3 separate regions of the Sus scrofa genome follow, and regions 1 and 2 are each linked to region 3. The links are chromatin contacts, called in public HiChIP or PLAC-seq maps. All regions are on one chromosome and are shown on one strand. Each heading gives the region's core, a stretch centred on a gene start, on an enhancer-like site or on the middle of the called end of the contact. The rest is flanking DNA. Distances are from core to core; before and after follow the strand shown.

Region 1 (3,477 bases), core at 929-3,428, 170 kb before region 3:
CATATGCCCCAGGCTCAACCAAAAAACAAACACAAAACAAAAAAACAAACAGCAGCACCTCCTTGCCTGCCCACTTGCATCTCTCACAAGCATCCTCTTAATAAATCTATTTCTTGCCTATCAAAAAAAAAAAGTTCCCACTTGGCACAGCGAGTTAAGAATATGACTGCAAAAAAGAAAAAAAGAAAAACAACAACCACAAAAGAACCCATCTGCAGCGACTTGGGTAGCTTTGGGGGTGCACGTTCGATCCCTGGCCAGGCCTAGTGGGTTAAAGGAGCTGGCATTGCCATTGCTGTGGTGTAGGTCATACTTCAGCTCAGATTCAGTCCCTGGCCCAGGAACATCCATAGGCCACAGGTGCAGCCATTTAAAAAAATCTGAACTGTGCAGAAACACTGTATTCTGGTCAGTATATTTGTTTCTCACAGGGGTACAGGTTAATTCTGGAACTGCTGTTTACTAGCATTGAATAAATAAGTACCTATGTTGTAGATACGGACAACCAGTTTTCATCCAGTTGGAGAAGGAAGTTACAGATAAGCAATGTGGTGCTGGATGGGGTTATCATCAGGAAATGTTTATTTTAGTAGTTAAATATGAAAGTAGGTATTGGAGTTCCCGTCGTGGTACAGCAGAAACAAATCCTATTGGGAATCATGAGGTTTCGGGTTCAATCCCTGGCCTCACTCGGTGAGTTAAGGATCCAGTGTTGCTGTGAGCTGTGGTGTAAGTTGCAGATGCAGCTTGGATCTGATCTTGCTGTGGCTGTGGTGTAGGCCGGCATCTGTAGCTCTGATTAGACCCCTAGCCAGGAACATCCATATGCCATTGGTGCGGACCTAAAAAGCAAAAAATACTACTACTACTAATAAAACAAGTATCGATGTGAGTATACAGTCGGATTAGTACACACACAGTTCCTAGCTCTGATGGTGCTCCCTTGTCCCCCCCAATCCACCCAGGGAGCCATTTGTGCTGGCCAAGCTGCGGCCAGAGGATGGCCTCTACCTCATTCACTGGAGCACCAGCCACCTCAACCGCCTCATCCTCACAGTGGCCCAGCGCGACCAGGTGGGCCTGGGGCGGGGGTCCTGGGCCGGGGCTGAGCGTGCTCCCTGCCTGGACCCCTGCTCACCGCCCCTACCCCTGCCACCCACCCCAGGCACCTGGCACGAAGGGCTTGCGCCTGCGGAAGTTCCCCATAGAGCTGCAGGCTGAGACGGTCACGCTGGAGGGCTGGGGCCGGTCCTTCCCCAGCGTGCGGGAGCTGCGGGCTGCCCTGCAGGGCTGCTCTCTCCGGGCCGGTGATGACTGCTTTTCCCTGGACCGCTGCTGCCTGCCGAGGCCGGGAGGTACCAAGATAGGGTGGGGGCATCCACAGGGTGCGGGAGGCCTCTCCCTCTGTGCCACGCCTCAGTGATGGCTTCCACCCCCCAGAGATCTCCAACCTCATCATCACTCGGGGGCCTCAGGCCTGCACCAGGCCTCTCAACCTCAGCCATCTCAGCTTCCACCGGGTCCACCAGGAAGACATCACTCAGGTGCATGGCGTGGGGGTGGGGGAGTGGGCCCTTGGGGTGGGGCACAGGGAGGCAGCCTTGAACCATTGTCACGGAGATGTTCCACGGAAATGTTCCCCCGCCCCCAGCTGTCCCACTTAGGCCAGGGCACAAGGACCAACGTGTATGAGGGCCTCTTGCGAGTGGGGGGCGGAGGCCCCGAAGAGGAAAAGTCAGATGGCAGGGACCCCTCCCCATCCAGTGGGGACCGTGGGCAGGAGCTGCGAGTGGTTCTCAAGGTGCTAGACCCCAGTCACCATGACATCGCCCTGGTGAGTAAACGCAGCCAGGAGCTGGGGGAACAGGATGAAGGGGTCCGCGGCCGCTTCAACTGCTCTGTCCCCACAGGCCTTCTACGAGACAGCCAGCCTCATGAGCCAGGTCTCTCATGTGCACCTAGTCTTCGTTCATGGCGTCTATGTGCACGGCTCTGAGAGTGAGTGGGCCCTGCCCCCACCCCACCCCACCCCCATCTTGTTTACTGCCCAACCCCACTTGACATACATCCTTCTTCTTCTTCTTTTTTTTGACCACACTGGCGGCCTGCGGAAGTTCCTGGACCAGGGATCAACCACAGCAGTGATCTGAGTCACAGCAGTAACAAGGCCGGATCCTTAACCTGCTGAGTCCACCAGGGGACTCCTTGACCTACATCCTTATCCCTGACTGCACACGGACCCTTGACCTCTACCCTGACCCCTGACTGCAGCCCAGTCTGTGCCCATCTGACTCTCACCTATACCCCGAATACACCTTGACCCTTACCTGCACTCCGATTCCTGGCCACACCCACCCTCCACCACCCAAACTCCATCCCAAGCTCTAGTTCCCACCTGAACACCTCTAATGGCCCAGCCCCTCTGACTGCATCAACACTGCGACTGCACAGACCCCAGCCTTGCTGGCTGCCCCAGTCCTCCCAGACCTCAGTCCCTGCTTCACCCCTACCCCTGCCCCGACTCTGCGTGTACCTCACAGCTCCTTAGTGGCCAGCCTCTGATCTACCAACATCAACCCCACATCTGTCTCTCCTGCCTTCCCCCCAACACTGGCCTGCGTGCCAACCCTGCACACCCCCCACTCCACAAGCATCCCACCCCTGTGGGATCCAAACATTGCTCACAACCCACCTGGAGCTCCACTCGCCTGCACCCACCCCCAGTTCCCCAGTCCCATCATTACCTAGTCACTTACTCGCAGCCTCCTCTGTGCCACGGCCCCACTCTGGACCTAAATGCCACCTTTCACCTTGGCCTCACCCCACACCTGCCCTCTGTCCTGAGTTTCTCCTCCCCCCAGAGTCACTCCCATGCCTCCTCCACAGCCCTGACTAGCCCCCTCCCCACCTACGATCCCAGCCCCCTGGTGCCTGGGAGGGTGAGCGGGTGGGCAGCGCCTGCAGTGGCTGGGCTTTTACAGACATCATGGTGACGGAGTACGTGGAGCACGGGCCCCTGGACGTGTGGCTGCGGCGGGAGAGGGGCCATGTGCCTCTGGCCTGGAAGTTGGCAGTGGCCCAGCAGCTGGCCAGCGCCCTCAGCTACCTGGTACGTGGCCTGTGGGCAGGACCTGGGGCAGTGGGGAGGGCCAGGGCAGCCCCCGCCTTGGATATGGAGGCCTTGACACATCCATCCACATGCTATCCTGGGAAGATCTTCCCATGAGTTTCCTCGGCTCACACACCCCTATGGCTCCCACCTTCCTCCAGAGAGCACCTAACTCCTTCACTTGGCATCCAGGGCCCTGTGGGAGTCACCTCCACCACTCTCTTACCATTTCATCCCCAGCCCCTCCTGGTCCAGTCACCCCCGTTTCCAGAACACTCTCTGTGTGCCTGGTTCTGTCTTAGGTCCTGGGGATCCAACAGAGAATGAAATAGACAGAAGTGTCTGTCCTTGGGGAGCTGGCATTTTCA
Region 2 (3,458 bases), core at 143-2,642, 200 kb before region 3:
ATCTGACTAGCTTCCATGAGGATGCAGTTTTGATCCCCAGCCTCACTTAGTGGGTTAAGGATCTGGTGTTGCTGTGGCATAGGTTGTAAATGTGGTTGGGATCCTGCATTGCTGTGGCTGTGGTATAGGCCAACAGTTGCAGCTCCAATTCGACCCCTAGCCTAGGAACCTCCATATGCCATGGGAGCAGCCCTAAAAGAACAAAAGCAAAAAAAAAAAAAAAAAAATTTTTTTTTAAAAGGGGATTCCCTTATGGTGCAGAGAGTTAAGGATAGGGTGTTGTTACTGCAGAGCCTCTGGTCACTGCTGTGGTGGGGCTTGGATCCCTCAGCAACTTCCACAGGCTGAAGGTGAGGTCACAAAATAAAAACTAAAAGGTAATAGCCTTCACTCCATGCCTGGCTGTGTTCCGAGCTCTTTACATGATTAATTAATCTGATGATCCTGACACACACCTCGGAGTTTAGGACTCCAAGTAGACCCATTTTGCAGAAGAAGAAACTGAGGTAAGTAGAAGTTAAAGGACTATTTTTTTTTTCTTTTTTACAGCCTTGCCCACAGCATAGGGGAGTTCCTAGGCGAGGGGTGGAATCAGTCTACACCACAGCCACAGAAACTTGGTATTTGCGCCACATCTGCGATTTACGCTGCAGCTCACAGCAATGCCAGATCCTTAACACACTGAATGAAGCCAGGGATCAAACCTGAATCCTCGTGGATCCTAGTCAGATTTGTTTCTGCTGCGCCACAGCAGGAACTCCCCTAGTCAGGTTTTTAACCTGCTGAGCCACAAAGGGAACTCCCAATGGGATTACTTAGGTTCACACACAGTGGCAGAGCTGGGATTTGAACAAAGTCCTTCCAGCTCCAGCCTTCATTTATGTAATTCTTTTGTATCCTCTGGAGATCAGTAGAGAATGTGCTATCTGGGGTTACTGGTGAGAACTTTTGGTGTGGAACTTCCTTGAAAGAATTCCCAACCCATTCTGTGACTGTTTGGGGAAGAGTCTGAACCCTCCCATTCAAAAGGACACAAAGGGATTTTTTTTTTTTTTTTAGGGCCACACCCTATGGCATGTGGAAGTTCCAGGCTAAGGGTCCAATCAGAGCTACAGCTGCCAGCCTACGCTACAACCACAGCAACGCGGGATCGAAGCTGCGTCTGCGATCTACACCACAGCTCACAGCAATGCTGGATCCATAACCCACTGAGAGAGGCCAGGGATCAAACCTGAAACCTAATGGTTCCTAGTTGGATTGTTTCCACTGTGCCACAACAGAAACTCCCACAAAGGGATTTTTGTTTTTAATTTAGCAGCTCCTGACTTTTCCCTGGTCTGGTAGGAGCTCTGGGGAGGCCCCTCCCTGTAAGCTTCTCAGAGGTGGGGATTTCCCTAGTTCCAGCTTCCTCCTGAAAACCCACTGGGGCAAGTGCCCAAGTTGTCTCTGTTTCCCTAGGACCCAATTTTAGCCTGGAAAGTCCCTTGTCTGGAAACCCCCCTCCAGTCCTAGGCAAACCCCCATGGTTGGTGGGGTAACCTGGAGCTTTCCTGCCCAGGGGCTAGACACCATCTGTGACCTCAGGGCTGAGGAGCATCACATGATCCTTCCCAGTGGCCTCTGTAACCTCTTTCTTTTATTTTATTTTTACCCATGGCATGAGGAAGATCCTGGGCCAGGAATCAAGCCTGTGCCACTGGTACTCAGAGCCACTGCAGTGACAATACTGGGTCCTTAACCCACTGAGATGCAGGGGAACTCCTGGGTGGCCTCTTCTTCCTTCAGGTGTCAAATAGGGTACTGGTCTTGAGGCAGGAGATAGATGGGCTCCAGAATAGCTATTTACAACCAGCCACCTGTTTATACTTCAAGATAGAAATCACAACAGGAACAAGGTAAATAACTGGAATTTGTCTTCTGTGGACCCTTTAATCAATGGTAATGGCAGAGGCAGAAAGGGGCTAAGCCCTGCTTGGGCAAAAGATGGAGACGTCACATACTTTCCATCCTCGGGGTCAGGGAGACCCCAGTTAACACATGTGCAGAAAGACCCCTCTGGGTCAGAAAGGGAGGGAGCACCAGGCCATAATAAGTCCAGCTAACCTTCCTAGCATGCCTTGCTTTGGAATCCTGCTTGGCCAAAAGATGGGCAAGTAGACTGGGGAAAGCCCTGGGTCCAGTCAGGTATGAGAGATAAAACAAGATAATTGACCAAAGGAAAACAAAGACCTGGAAGAACTGCCCCATATAACTGGTGCGCTCCTCATTCAGAGGGAGGCCCGCACCCTCACTTCTCCTTTGTGTGTGTGTTACTGCTTTGCTTCTGCCTTAGAGAGATTACTTCTCTGTGTGCTCTCCCACGTTTGTACTGTGTTTCTAACAGTAAACTTTGTACCTGCTTTTATAGTCTTTGCCTCCTTGAAACAGTCTTGCTTTCAACGGGGTCAAGAATCAGGCCAGTTTTGCTTTGAGCGTCTAGCTGGTCTAGTGGCTGATTCCCGGTTTTCACCCAGGCTACCCAGGTTCAATTCCTGAGCAGAGAATGAAGATCTCCCTTCTTTTTTTTTTTTTTTTTTTTTTTTTGTCTTTTTGCCTTTTCTTGAGCCGCTCCTGTGGCATATGGGGATTTCCAGGCCAGGGGTCTAATCGGAGCCGTAGCCACCGGCCTACACCAGGGCCACAGCAATGCGGGATCCAAGCCACGTCTGCGACCTACACCACAGCTCACGGCAATGCAGGATCCTTAACCCACTGAGCAAGGCCAGGGATTGAACCCTCAACCCTATGGTTCCTAGTCGGATTCATTACCCACTGTGCCATGACGGGAATTCCTGAAGACTCCTTTCAAGTCATTATTCACTGCTGTCTCTCCAAAAAGTTTCACTTTTGAAGAATCTTAGAGGGCTCAGAGAACTCTAGGGTTTAGACAACATCCGGTCTGGGAAAAGGCAAGTTATTATTAGAATTTATTATTATGACTAAGTTTATTACCATTATTGTTGTTATTAATCACCCCACCTGACACTTCCTGTCGGTCCTTTCTGGGGTGGTGGATACAAGGTCCCAGGTCCACCCTGCCCTCTGTGATCAAGCTTCCAAGCCCAGCAGAGGGTGCCCAACCTCACCTGAGCTGGCTATTGAAGAATCTGGCACACTCGGTTTCCTGCTGTTGCTATCCTGGTAGCAAAGAGGAAGCTGAGCCAGAAGGCTGTGGTCAGTCCTTCCGCAGGGGGTAGACAGTATCCTGGGCCTAGATGTGTCCCCAGCTCATTCACTCAACCAGCCTTTTATTTTATTTTTTTTTTATTTTATTTTTTTTGTCTTTTTGCTATTTCTTGGGCCGCCCCTGCGGCATATGGAGGTTCCCAGGCTAGGGGTCGAATCGGAGCCATAGCCACTGGCCTACGCCAGAGCCACAGCAACGAGGGATCCGAGCCGCGTCTGCAACCTACACCACA
Region 3 (3,321 bases), core at 673-3,172:
AGGATCCAGTGTTGCTGTGAGCTGTGGTGTAGGTCTCAGGCACAGCTCAGATCCCATATTGCTGTGGCTATGGTATAGGCTGGCAGCTATAGCTCCGATTCGACCCTGAGCCTTGGAATTTCCATATGCCTTGGGTGCAGCCCTAAAAAGCAAAAATAACTTTAAATTGACATCTTTCATAATTATATATTGATAGAGGTCAACACTTAAGCATTCCACAGTATTTTATTATGACTCTCCCAACTTAATACTATAAACAGTGCTATAGTGACGTCCTTGGATGAGGCTTCTTGTGACTGCTGAGGAGTTGCTGGGGTGTAGGTCATGTACTTAACTTTGACACAGAAAACTGTTCTCCAGAATTGTGGCAGCAGTTTAATTCTTTGAGGATCTTGAGTTATTTTCCCACACCTGTCCCAATGCCACATGTCAGGCTTAACTTTTGCAAATCTCATATCTCCTGACTCTTACTTCCCTAACTTCTAATGAGGCTAAATATACAACTTTTTAAAATTCATCAAAAACTGGTTACCAGCTGTTACTAATGGCTGTTTTATTCACTTTTAAAAAATGTGTTTTAGGTTTGTCAACAGCCTGAGTGCGGAAAGTGTAAAGCCTGTAAGGATATGGTTAAATTTGGTGGTAGCGGACGCAGCAAACAAGCTTGCCAAGAGAGAAGGTAGGTTTGGCCAACACTTGACCTTGAAGTAGAGAAAAATGTCAGCTAGGCCTTTTGTGGTTCGGCTGGGGTGACATGTACAGAGCAGGCAGGATCCCTTTGCCCTGCACTGTCACCAGCCTTTGCTCTGTTTTCTGCCTAAAACACCTTTAGTTGGCTTTACTTGTAAAGGGGACCTTGCTTATAACAAGTGATTTTGTAGGTGTCCCAATATGGCCATGAAGGAGGCAGACGATGATGAAGAAGTTGATGACAATATTCCAGAGATGCCGTCACCCAAAAAGATGCATCAAGGGAAGAAGAAAAAACAGAACAAGGACCGGATCTCTTGGATTGGAGAAGCTGTCAAGGTGATCCTGGCCTGGCTCTCATCTTTGTGCTGCCCTTCATAGAAGCAACTTGTCTCCTGGTGTCTTGCTGCCAGGTGTCTTGTGCAGCCTGAGCCCTTGAGCTGCGAAACCTGCTCATTTGCCCTGTGAGCAGAGCAGGGCTAGCCGAGAGGCTGAGGCCCATGTCAAGCACCACAAATGCATCTTTGCTTATACACCCAAACACTCAGCTTTCCTCATGCTCCAGAATGGGCGTTTTGATACTGTTTTAGGGCTGTCAGGCTGGTTCCCCGTCAAAGCTTATGTAGCAGAGAGCCATCACGGCCCTCTGGCCTGGGAGTAGGGGTTCGGGAGCAGTAGCAGACTGCCTCTCTGTGGTTCTGTGGTCACCTAAGGGTCAAGTCCTTCGTCAAAGCTGGAGAGAGTGTCTTCTCAGCATTGTTCCCTTGGTGGCATAAGTCAGGTACGGTCAGTTCCTCAGTGGCGTGAGGCCTACCCCTGCTGGGTGTGCTCTAGGCCTGGACATGGCTACGCTCCTGCCTGTGACACATGTCCTGTCAGGCAGGTGGGGGGAAGGAAGGAGGCTGGGCCCACAAAGGCTTCTTTATGAAGGTGACGTTTGGCTGAGACCCAAAAGGTTGAAGAAGAGCCAACTGCCTGAAGGTCTCAGGAACAGGGCACGGACCTGAGGTGGGAACCAGCTTTCCTGTGGGAGAGAGGGAAGGAGGTCTGTGTGGCTGAGGGAGGATGAGGGGTGGGATGCAGTGCTGTTAAAATCGAGTGCTGGATCCCGTTGCTACTGATACAGGAGGGCAGAGCTGGCAATGGAGGGATGCGAGCGCCTGTTGCTGCAGCCAGGGGAGGACGATGGTCTCTGTAGTAGCTGGCTGGTAGCACCCATGCCTTCTTGGTGACATCATTGTGAGTCATGCTTTCCCGTAAAGTAACAGGAACATGCAGGTCCAGCCTGGCACAGACCTTCAAAGCCATCCTCACCTAAAATTAAGCTCTTCTTTACAGACTGATGGGAAGAAGATTTACTACAAGAAGGTATGCATTGACTCAGAAACCCTGGAAGTGGGGGACTGTGTCTCTGTTATTCCAGATGATTCTTCAAAACCGCTCTACTTAGCCAGGTTTGTATCCTTCCCTCTGCTTGACCTCAGCCCACACTTTCTGTTGAACAAGTAGGAGATGCCTATTGTGCAGGAACACCAGCAGCTCTTCACCCTAGACTAAACCCACAAATACATATCCCCCTAAGTAGGCTCGGTCCCCCTAAGTAGGCTCGGTCCCCCTAAGTAGGCTCGGTCCCCCTAAGTAGGCTCGGTCCCCCTAAGTAGGCTCGGTCCCCCTAAGTAGGCTCGGTCCCCCTAAGTAGGCTCGGTCCCCCTAAGTAGGCTCGGTCCCCCTAAGTAGGCTCGGTCCTGATCTGCCACTCGGGTTAGAACTTTCATCCCACCCCTCTCTGGCTCTAGGGTCACAGCTCTGTGGGAGGACAGCAGCAACGGGCAGATGTTTCATGCCCACTGGTTCTGTGCTGGGATAGATACGGTCCTCGGGGCCACATCGGACCCCCTGGAGCTGTTCCTGGTAGACGAATGTGAGGACATGCAGCTTTCATACATTCATAGCAAAGTGAAGGTCATCTATAAACCTCCGTCAGAGAACTGGGCCTTGGAGGTGAGTGCCTGGCGCCTCTCATGGGCCCCTCCTCACTTCAAGAGGCTGTATCATGGCTGACAGTGGCCTTGTCCCCAGGGAGGCATGGACCCCGAGGCACTGATGTCGAAGGATGATGGGAAGACCTATTTCTACCAGCTGTGGTATGACCAAGAGTATGCAAGGTTTGAGTCCCCTCCAAAAACTCAGCCAACGGAGGACAACAAGTTCAAGTGAGTGCCGGGCCTGGGCTTCTTGGGGCCGCTCCTTGGTGCTCTCTGAATCCCTGTAGCTTTTCCTGTGGTTCTGTCTGCTGGGTTTGTCTTCCCTACACCTCTGATTGTCTTCCCAAGCCCACTGGAGGCCAGCCTCATTTGGTTGCAGTGGCTGCAAGTGTGTGGACCACCTGGTGGGGAGTTAGCCTCATGAGCAGCTGTCCCATCCAAAGACAGGCTGTGTCCTGTGCTTCTCAGTGTGTACCCCAGGTCTTGTCTTTTCTCACCAGTGAAATCTTTGATTCCATTTTATCCTAACTGGTGGTTGAATGCTTTTAGGGAGCCTTCCTAAAAAAACGTTTAGTGCCCCCTGCCTTCCATTTTAACCTTGGTACCTCACTTGGTTTTGACTAAAAAGTGGCAGCTGGCACCTGTA

The links. HiChIP or PLAC-seq counts read pairs in DNA pulled down with a chosen protein or histone mark.
Region 1: a contact with region 3 is called in an H3K27ac HiChIP or PLAC-seq map of alveolar macrophages. The contact joins two enhancer-like sites. A contact is called at or near these places in 1 of 5 promoter capture datasets (fetal liver), 1 of 47 Hi-C or Micro-C datasets (epiblast stem cells) and 1 of 2 datasets of contacts at active chromatin or transcription factors (alveolar macrophages).
Region 2: a contact with region 3 is called in an H3K27ac HiChIP or PLAC-seq map of alveolar macrophages. The contact joins two enhancer-like sites. A contact is called at or near these places in 1 of 47 Hi-C or Micro-C datasets (mesenteric adipose tissue) and 1 of 2 datasets of contacts at active chromatin or transcription factors (alveolar macrophages).

The regions. Positions count from the first base shown.
Region 1 is chr2:69,165,227-69,168,703 of Sscrofa11.1, reverse strand. It overlaps TYK2 (tyrosine kinase 2), which reads left to right. Exons shown (of 25, transcript NM_001114670.1): 10 at 966-1,074; 11 at 1,166-1,355; 12 at 1,441-1,544; 13 at 1,652-1,834; 14 at 1,911-1,998; 15 at 2,982-3,109. Among named protein-coding and RNA genes, the nearest start is that of TYK2, 16 kb to the left of the region's middle. Within about 2 kb of position 2,178, at least 5 of the 83 cell types and tissues checked have an H3K27ac peak or open chromatin away from gene starts, as enhancers often do. A contact at or near this core is called in alveolar macrophages, where this site is marked.
Region 2 is chr2:69,189,280-69,192,737 of Sscrofa11.1, reverse strand. No RefSeq gene overlaps it. Among named protein-coding and RNA genes, the nearest start is that of TYK2, 7.6 kb to the right of the region's middle. Within about 2 kb of position 1,392, at least 10 of the 83 cell types and tissues checked have an H3K27ac peak or open chromatin away from gene starts, as enhancers often do. A contact at or near this core is called in alveolar macrophages, where this site is marked.
Region 3 is chr2:68,994,137-68,997,457 of Sscrofa11.1, reverse strand. DNMT1 (DNA methyltransferase 1) reads left to right here. Exons shown (of 40, transcript NM_001032355.1): 22 at 582-679; 23 at 882-1,029; 24 at 2,029-2,144; 25 at 2,487-2,691; 26 at 2,770-2,903. Among named protein-coding and RNA genes, the nearest start is that of EIF3G, 25 kb to the right of the region's middle. Within about 2 kb of position 1,922, at least 6 of the 83 cell types and tissues checked have an H3K27ac peak or open chromatin away from gene starts, as enhancers often do. A contact at or near this core is called in alveolar macrophages, where this site is marked.